2 separate regions of the Zea mays genome follow, and region 2 is linked to region 1. A link is a contact called in public Hi-C data. All regions are on one chromosome and are shown on one strand. The core of a region is the stretch at or near the end of the contact, and the rest is flanking DNA. Distances in the headings are between cores, read along the strand shown. Region 1 has its middle 42 kb from the start of LOC103647030. Region 2 holds the start of LOC100281622.

What was found. A called contact is a pair of places that touch in the nucleus more often than the background predicts.
Region 2: a contact with region 1 is called in a Hi-C map of leaf, with 2.9 times the contacts expected there. The contact joins the promoter of LOC100281622 here to the enhancer-like site in region 1. A contact is called at or near these places in 4 of 25 Hi-C or Micro-C datasets (ear, leaf and tassel).

The regions. Positions count from the first base shown.
Region 1 is chr2:143,039,586-143,044,647 of Zm-B73-REFERENCE-NAM-5.0, reverse strand. No RefSeq gene overlaps it. Among protein-coding and RNA genes, the nearest start is that of LOC103647030, 42 kb to the right of the region's middle. Within about 2 kb of position 3,112, at least 8 of the 20 cell types and tissues checked have an H3K27ac peak or open chromatin away from gene starts, as enhancers often do. A contact at or near this core is called in ear and leaf, where this site is marked.
Region 2 is chr2:143,202,370-143,206,941 of Zm-B73-REFERENCE-NAM-5.0, reverse strand. It overlaps LOC100281622, which reads right to left and starts at 2,459. Exons shown (of 2, transcript NM_001291690.2): 1 at 2,146-2,459; 2 at 1,512-2,009. The coding sequence starts at 2,352. The coding sequence ends at 1,821.

The sequences.
Region 1 (5,062 bases), core at 1,863-4,362:
AAGAAGGTCATCTTTTCATCATCCCTTTTAGTTTATTGGAATGCTACGTGTAAGTCAGTGACCAAGTCCGAGAAGTAACGGCGATCCGAATCGATTAATACCCAACTGGGGATCTCCAATCACACGACATATGTAGCACTTAACTCTTGCATATGTCAACTCGCCACCGGGGTTCTTAAGACCAGATCAGGTTCACACCAATCGAGAGCACATATACACAACCGTCCAGCCTCTTTCCACGGAGGGTACACGCTACTCTCGCCATCTCTCCACTCCCATTGCGTGTTATCTTATCCTGGTATTAGTGTGCCCGAGGCAAAGCTTACCCATGATGAGGCATGTGACCAGTTAAAAGGTCCTCGATCATCAGGCCTACATCGAGACAGTCCTTAATCGACTCAGACAGAGACACTACAATGAGACTCTCTTCTCGTGCAAGTCACCCGCCCGGTCTCAGCTTTATCATTTCAACCCAAAGTTTGGTACCTGTCAGAGGTACATCTTTTCCGATGACGAACCTATCATGGCCATGATGGATCCACCATCAAGTTTTATTTTTGAAAACATCCCATCCAATCTGTAGCATCACTTTTGTTTTAAAACAAAACATTTTGTTTTTCTAAAGCAAGGTTAAGCATCAAAAATCCTTTTTATAAAAGGGTGTCAAGGAAGGGTATTCAATTTTCCAAGGAAGGAAATGCATCAACGGTTTAGCACACAACTCCTATCACCTAATGCATCAAACAAGGTGATAAAGATTTCAAAACAGCAAGTAGGTGGCAAATGCACCGGGGCTTGCCTGAATAACACTAGGTTAGTGTTTGTTAGGTGACGTCGACTTGACGATCATCCTTGTCCAAGCACTTGATCAGGCAAGTTCGTCCGTCAGCATCACCATGCGGAGTAGCCCGCGCTTGGGGTCGACTTGGCTCAGGTTCTCTGCATTATGTGGTTAATTCACGTACCTGAATGAAATGCATTATGCACATGAATGCATATAGACAAGAATATTTCAAACCTAAATAGTGCTACGCGATAGCGAATTAAACACCTAGCGGCGAGACGTTGTACAATTTCATACGGAAACACTAGTTATCGATATATGACTAAGCGGAATAGTCATAAAATAATAAATTATAGACACACACTATCATTTTTAGTTACAATATATCGATGTTACTTGATCCTAAATATTCGAAGTAGCAATCAACATCCATTCAAATCATGAAATCGACTAGCACACATAGAATATCATACCTAGTTTAGAGAGCACACTAAACGACTTATAACTTTAACTTCACAATTCTTGGACACCTAACACTTATAAAATTTTGATAGAAGAACTTTCATTAACTTTCTAAACTAATTTCCCGGTTAACCTTTGTATCACATTTTTAACACCCACAATCCCACAAGCACTGGGACCTATTGCGACCTCTTTCTCCACACGACATCGACCAAATCACTGTAGATGACTTGGGCATTCTAATAAATAGTATACCTACAGTTCCCTTCCTTGAACTAATAACCGAATTAGCAATCCGACTCACCACAGAATTATCATGATTAATATACCTAGTCAAACCATTCATCAATCCACTAGCACGAATAACCAATTTGCTTACCCTGACTAATTCGACGGGATAGTCGGAAGCACGACGACGGTTTCCGGTTGACGTCTTTGATGAAGCACACAATTTCTATTCTTGACCCGATATCCATGGGATTCCTTTTGTTGAGCTGGTGACGCGTGGCCAGCAAAAGAGCGTCTTCACGGCTTGGGAGTTGGCGTAGACGAGGATGGCGATCGACGATATCGACGTGCCAGCGCAACGATTTCCATTTGACGAAGATGATGGCAGTACGACTCGTTCGAGTTGAGGCAAGCATGATCCAGGTACCACAGCAGTACGCCGACAAGTCCACGACGACACAATGAGGTGAACGCGGCAACACACGGCTCAACGGGTAAAGAGGGCGCGACGGCTGGCGAGCTGGGCTAGCTCGGATTGGAACAGCCGACGGGATAACCATGGCGAATAGGAAATCGACAACCGGCGAAACCGATAGCCGAATAGGAATTGCACAGATCGACGACGCGTGGCCCGATCTGGTGAGCACGACGCAAAGGAGGGCGTTGTTGCCGCTGCTTCGACACGAAGTACTTGCTGCCGAGGCAGACGAGCAGGACGGAGGCTGGGGTCTAGGCATCGAGCCAGCACATCACGCGGTTTGGGAACCACAACACCCACACGAAGCGCTTGCCGCAGAGCACCAGATCGCTTGCCATTCGCGCAGAGCTCCAAAATCGTGTGCCGAACTGGGAGCCGAGGCGAGTGTGGCAAGTGAGCTGAGGGGGGCACCAGGGAACTCAACGGTGGCCAGACTGGGCAAGCGCCATGGGAGAGGCGCGCTGACGAGGAAGCAGGAAGCCGCGACGAGGGAGCTCGGCGCGTGGCCGACTGGAGCAGCGCGCGAGCAGAGGATAGGGAGGGAGAAGCAAGGGGATTCGACGAGCTGGAGATGGATGGAGGAAACTCCGAGCTGGGCTACGGCCGGACGCTGGGGAGAAGACGAGGGCGCGCTACAGGGGCACACGACGGCCGGACTGTGTCGCCATGGCAAGGTGGTTTCTGCAGCTCGATTCGGCTCAGGCGGTGGCGCGCTTCGTCCACCACTCGACGAGCTGCGTGAACCCCGCGAGGAAGGTGCCCATGGGAAGTAAGAGGAAGGAGCCGAGAGGGAGGGGCGTGCGCCATCCGAGCAGGGACAGAGAGATTCAACTGGCGGCCATTGACGAGGTGGAGCGCGGACGGGCGAGCCAGGCGTGCCAGGGAGATGCGCGCCAGAGAGTTTGCAGGGGAGACCGACGCAAGGAGCCGACCATGGATGGAGCAGGCGCGCGACGAGCAGAGGGGAGCTGACGCGCGCGCAGGCGAGCCAGGAAGCAGGCGTGCCATGGCTGCGTGCAGGAGCTTGAGGGAGATGAGCGCGCTGGAGGAGGGAGCTCGCGGGAAAGAAACTGCGGCCGTCGCTGGGCATCAGAGAGCCGCGCGGAGGGACGAGCTGGAGCTTGGCGCGCGCGGGGAAGTGACCAGGGAGAGGGAGAATTCGGCTGGGAGAAGAAGACAGCGGCGTGGAAAAAAAATCTTGAGTAGGGGACGACAGGATAAGACCAGCCAGCCAGAAACAAATATCTGGAGGGCGGCGGCAGATAAATGTTGAAGATCTTTTTTTATTTAATTTCTTTTTAAAAATTCATAGATATTTTGAGATCACGATTTTTAGCACTGTACACTGGGCCGACACGCTACACAAATACACATTTCATTCTCCGAATTTAGCGAACCTAATTATTTAACAATTGTTTATTCGAAGATTTGGATCCAGACGAGAAACTATAGACCGAAATAAACTGATTTCAGCACTGATAATTTGCTCCGAAAACTTCCTTCATCGAGTTCTAAATAAATTTGCTTGGGGATAAAATTTATACGAGTAGGTCAGGCTTCCGAATTCGTATTCTCTGTATGACTTTTATTCAGACACACAACACGACATATCGCGAAATAAACGCGCGATATCGATGCGGCATCGATATTGCGATCCTAATTATTTTGCACCGAGTATTTTAGTCATTGAGTTATAATAAATTTATTTGGGACACGGATCGCAACGGTGGATCGAGCTTCCAAGTTTGTATTTGCGCGAGCGATGAATTTTTAATAATCACCGGACGCACCGATTTTCGAAACAACTATGTTCCAAACATCAAGAAAATTTAGGAAGAGCCCGGATAGATAAAAATAAAAACGATGTCGCACTCGCGACAAACAAAACAGATGCGATATTAAAATCGCGATAGGCGAAGATGATTAAAATTTAGCATCTGTTTTATCCACTGATATTACGTGTTTAAATCAATACTCGTTGTCGAGTAGACAGTAAACACCTGTGGTGTTACAGCCCTCCCCCTTAAAAGTATCTCGTCCCGAGATTCGGAGCGAAAGACTCTTAAGAGTAGAGAAGCATGTAACCCATGTCCATATCAGCGATAATCATAAGACAGCTCTAAGCAAAATGAGTGTCTCAGGATGTCGTTTCTCTAGTGGACATAACATGTATTGCCTTAAGCTAATTTACAGATGTCCAACAATAGAGGCGATGCCTGCCAGAAGAACACATAAGGTTCCATGTGTGCAGTTTGCTTTTTCTGATGACATTGTACTATTTGAGTCTATTGGGCGAGCGGTAAATATGCGACTTTACCCAAACATAATCAGATGCAACCTCTTGGGTAAACACACAGAATGAGGTTTACCAACAAGCGGTCACAGTAAGTTCATAGCACACGAGACGGGTGTGAAGGTCGAATAACATCACAGTTGACCCGTGGCTAGCCCGAAAATCCAAGTTCAAGAAAAATGATAGAGACTCGGAAAAATCACCAGTGGAGGGTGTCACACCCGGTTTTAAGGGACAAAGTCGGGTGCATCTCATACATGCGCCAAGAAGACAACATATATAATAACATAGTGTATAGACATAAATGTCACAATAACATCAGAGTAATTATTACATAGCGGAAGTCTTATTACAAAATAAAAGATAAATATAAAACGAACTAAGAATCATCCTTGGTGCAAAAGTCAACTGGGGAAACACTACCTAGATCAGATCAAACTCCTCGCTTTGTGGCTCCTCCTGAACCACCTGTTCTTCTCCTGTGGGGGGTGAGAGACAGCAAGGGTGAGCTCACACATGATCATAGCTCAACAAGTTATGGGGAAACCAGTGGCATGGACTCACCAAAGGTGGGAGTTCATGTGATGTGTAAGGCTAATCAACAACAGGGTTAAAGCTGAACATTGCTTTTAAGTAGTTGGTCAAAGTTTTATTAGCAGTTACTAAATGTAAGTAAATACCAAATCTTAAATAAAGTAATAGAACAAAATTAATAAATAATCCCATGCAATGCAAATGACAAATTGAATTTAAGTTCCATAAATTAATCATCAGAGAGTCCTGAGCTGCTCATAACCGCGAGCACGGCTAGTATACC
Region 2 (4,572 bases), core at 1,210-3,709, 160 kb before region 1:
CATCCGTACGTATCATTGAGTCGCAATCAACGTTGTCGTCCTGCTAAAAAGCATCATGTGAGGAACCCCGTGGTGCGTAGTCAGGTCATAAACGCCAACATGTTTTTTGAAAGTATTTACAATGAAAAAACATGCCCTTACTTGTTCAAAACAAGAAAAATTCATGTTACGCATTCTAGTGGCCCGAATATGTATAAACCCATGTCTGTGATCCGACGTGCATCCGCACGTACCATCGAGTCGCAATCAACGATGCCGTCCTGCTCGAAAGCATCACAGGAACCCCGTGGTGCATAGTAGGGTCATAAACACCAACATGTTTTTGGAATGTATTTAGAATGAAAAACACATGCCCTTGTTAAAAACAAGAAAAATTCATGCTCAGTTGACTAAACATAAAAAAATGTGTAAAAAGACCGAATAAAAAAAATCATCCGAATCAGTTGGGTTGAATCCCAACAACACCAGGCGCACAGGTCAACATTTCGGAACTCTACTGGCATTCTGCCATTAGGACATGTACAGTAGTGTTTAATATGGAGGCTCTTAAGGTGTTTAAGGGGTGTATTTGCAAAAAAACCTTAGAGCCGTCTCTCCGTGAAGAGACGCCTCTGGCTCGTAAACCAAGTAGTAACAGACGCATCACTTCCTACTGTACGAATTTGTCGTCCGTTCTATCGATCTGCTGCTGTACAAATGCATTTAATTTTGTATTTATTAATAAACTACATATATAAACACTCAATTGTATAATAGAGTCTCTTAGTTGTCTCTTGTGCTTGGAGAACTGTTTTGGTGTCTCTCCACTGTACATGCCCTTAACTTGGCAAATCACGTCACCCAATAAACTACTGCACACGGATTCATGGAAAAAGGGGCTTGAAAACATTCATAACATTCCACTATTTAATCCCGTCCACTCTGATTATCCCCATTCGAACAGCTCAATTAATCCCAAATCACAAAACAAAGTATCCTAAGGCCTTGTTTGTTTGTGTCGGATTGGTGGGTCGGAACGATTTCTAGTCGGATTGCTTCTCTAATTTATATAAACTTTGATTAGCTGGAACGATTCCGGGTGCAATCCAACATAAACGAACAAGGCCTAAGTGGTGTCACGGATAAAGGGACCTAGCTGAGATAGAAGCTACTCCTAGTAGGCGTTGTTTGGTTCAAGGAGATGTAATGCAAATGGCAACGAATACTAGCGGTAATAAGTTTTAATAGGTAAGTATAAGTTTCTATCGCGGTATATGATTACAGTTGAATTTAAACAAACATAGTTTAATATTATTAGTTATCAATCGTGTTACAAATATATGAACCAAACAATATCTTAGTTTCTACTTCATAGATTAAGAAAATCTCGATTCATGAATCATGACATGCTACTTCAAGAAATATAAGAATATTTTTTTTTGCAAAAGTGATGATAGATACACGGTGCTTCATAGACATCCAGATCCTCAGTCATGCATGGTGCCAGGATTCAATACGGATAAACATGAGCCTGACAAGGGGAGCCACACATCACACCGCTCTCACTTATTATTGAACACAATTATAGACGCATGCAGAGAAAACGAAGCGAGTACAGGATTACAGGAACACGCCTCTCTCGACGTAGCCCCACGCCCACCACCTCTTCTCCCTCAGTCTCACACTCTCACTCACCACAAGCAAGCAGCTACCAAGGTCCGGAGAGGGACTCATTATTGTGAACCATCAAATTACACACGCATGCAGTACAGAATTAAACAGGTGTGTGGTTGTGTGCGCCGGAGCTAGCTAGCTCGGTCGCGCGCCGGCCGGTACTACGGTCAGCCGAAGAGGTGGTGGTGCTTCTTCTCGCCGCTGGCCTCCTCGGCGTCCTTGTGGTCCTTCTTCTTCTCGTGGTGCTCGTGGAATACGTAGCCGCCGGCGCCGACGGCCGCCGCGGCAGCGACCTCCTCCGTGATCTTGTGCCTGTGCGCGTGCTCGGGGTCCTTCTTCGCCTCGTGCTTCTCGTACTGTACGGGAGGAAATAAAGCACCCATGGAAGGTCAGCACGAAGAACAAGCACAATTAAGAAGCATCGGTGGCAGGTAGCTAGGTACGTCGTCGACGGCGACGAGCAAGTTATATATGTGATGTATTTGAACGTACGAGTGCGAAGGCGCCGGCGGCGATGGCGCCGGCCTCGCCGAGGTGCTGCTTGTGCTTGTGCTCCTTCTCCTCCTTCTTGTACCTCTCGTACTCGCCCTCGCCGGTGGCGGTGACCACCTCGGTCTCGGAGTACCCGTACTCGCCGGCGGGCTGCTCCTCGTCCTTCTTGTGGTGGTTGAAGAAGTGGTGGTGCTTCTCCTCCGACATGATGGCTGCCTGCTGCCGCCCGAGCTAGCTGGTTGCTAGTACACACACTTGGCTTTGGAAACCACTTGTCTGTGTGTGTGTGTGTGTGTGACAGTAGGATGGCTGGCTAGCTATAGCTTGGGGGGGGGGGGGGGGGGGGGGGGGGATTTTATACGCGATTCCACGCGCCATTGCACGGTGGACGGTGGGATTAGCATGACTAAACATGTGAGTAGGATAACGATAGTATTAACTCAAGTCACGGAAGCAGAGATGGATATAGTATGGCATGCATGTATATACCTACCTCACATCGTTCCCTCTACCAGTCTACTAGCTGCCAAAAAAAAACATATATAGCGTTTAAGCATGTTGTTTTATGTGAACCATTTTTAAACTCTGTTGCCTATTAATTACTCCCTATATTCAAAAATAGAGGTCGTTTTAGTCTTTTAACAAATTTATTTAATAATTGATCTATATGTTTGGTATATGTATCTAGATTCATTATTGACATTCATTAAAACGGCTACTAATTTGGTATAGAGGGAGTACCTTTTATGTGTTTTGAAGCTGGATATTTGAAAACGATATTATATGAGTAGATGTTGTCATGTATGTGTAGTTTTTTTTAAAAAAAAATATACATATACTTTGTGTGCCATCAGGCTCCCAGTATAGCATGTTCATGAGTATTGTACAAATGTGTCTATACTAAGTCTCGTAAAAACATTTACTACCGTATCTTCAAAATTAAGTTAGTGTTCTCCTTCGTGCGATGTCGCTAACTAAAAGTTTTAGCGGAGTGGGGTTATGAAAGCTAGAGATGAATAAGGTGTTACCAATTGGAAGCTTCTTTACATTCTTATCCACACACCACTGGAGCCTGGAGGAGCCCTGGGGCCATTAAGGTGGCGCCACATCATTTGGACGGTGCGTCCCAACGACCTCTTGTGTTGCCGGTTGGATCGTGCAGCATCCTGTCATTGTCATGGCTTATTAACTCTTGTCGGCAGAAACTTAAAACTCTGTGTATACGGTATATTACTCTCTGGGTCCCAAATCAAAATTCATTTTCAATGAATATTTATATAATAATTAATGTACTTGTTATATATATATATATATATATATATATATATATATATATATATATATATATATATATATATATCGAGATTCATCATCATTATTAATATAGATCGAGTTACTATCGGAATTTGGCTCTTTACCGAGTGCCATATTCTTTGCCAAGTGTTTTTTTTTCGGGCACTCGACAAAGAAGCTATTTTGCCGAGTACCACGCAAAAAACCCTTGGTAAAAGAAAACACTCGGCGAAGAAGCTCTTTGCCGAGTGTTTTATTTTTGACGCTCGGCAAAGAGTTTCTTTGCCGAGTGCCTTTTTTCGACACTCGGCAACACTCGGCAAAAAACCCTTTGCCGAGTGTTTTTTCTCCAACACTAGGCAAAAACAATTTAAAAATCATATTTTAAAGTAGTAAATTAATTCAAATGAAAAAGTTTTCAACTACAAATTTGTATAACTCATCATGATGTACAATTTATATATTGAACATTTCTTCATATGACAAAATAAAAATATATTTGTTCATAAAATCTATATCTCTCTCGTAGTTTATGGAACTACGAGAGAGACGTATATAATTTGTGCATATTGTTAGAACCATCATATGAGATAAATAAATGACCAAACAACCAAAATAAACTTTGTAGGTCTTGAGAAATTATAGAAGTTTATAGTTGACAACTTTTTCATTTGAAGTCATATTGTCAACGAAAACTACGTCTGAATTTAAAAACTATGTTTGAATTTTGAAATTTGAATTTTTCAAACTATGTCGGATAGAAAAACCACCAAAATAAAAGTTGTAGGTCTTGAAATGTAATGAAACATTGTAGTTGACAGTTTTTTAATTTAAAATCATTTTATCATTATTGAAAAATTCGTGTGAAGTTTTTAAATTTAACACTCGGTAAAAAACGCGATTCCGGTAGTGAGTACATGTCTACGGAGTGAGTAGTATATACTTTAATTTGGCGATTCTAGCTGCAGAGAAGTTTATACCTCGCTTCCTACGTGATCCAAGCCTGCTGCGTATGAAAGTCAAGCTTCGAGTTTCAAATAACAGTACGATTTAAATCTCTCATGCCACTACTTTTAGATATGAGAACATCGGAAGGTAGAGCAAGCAAGAGATGTTTTGGTTCTGAGATAGGGT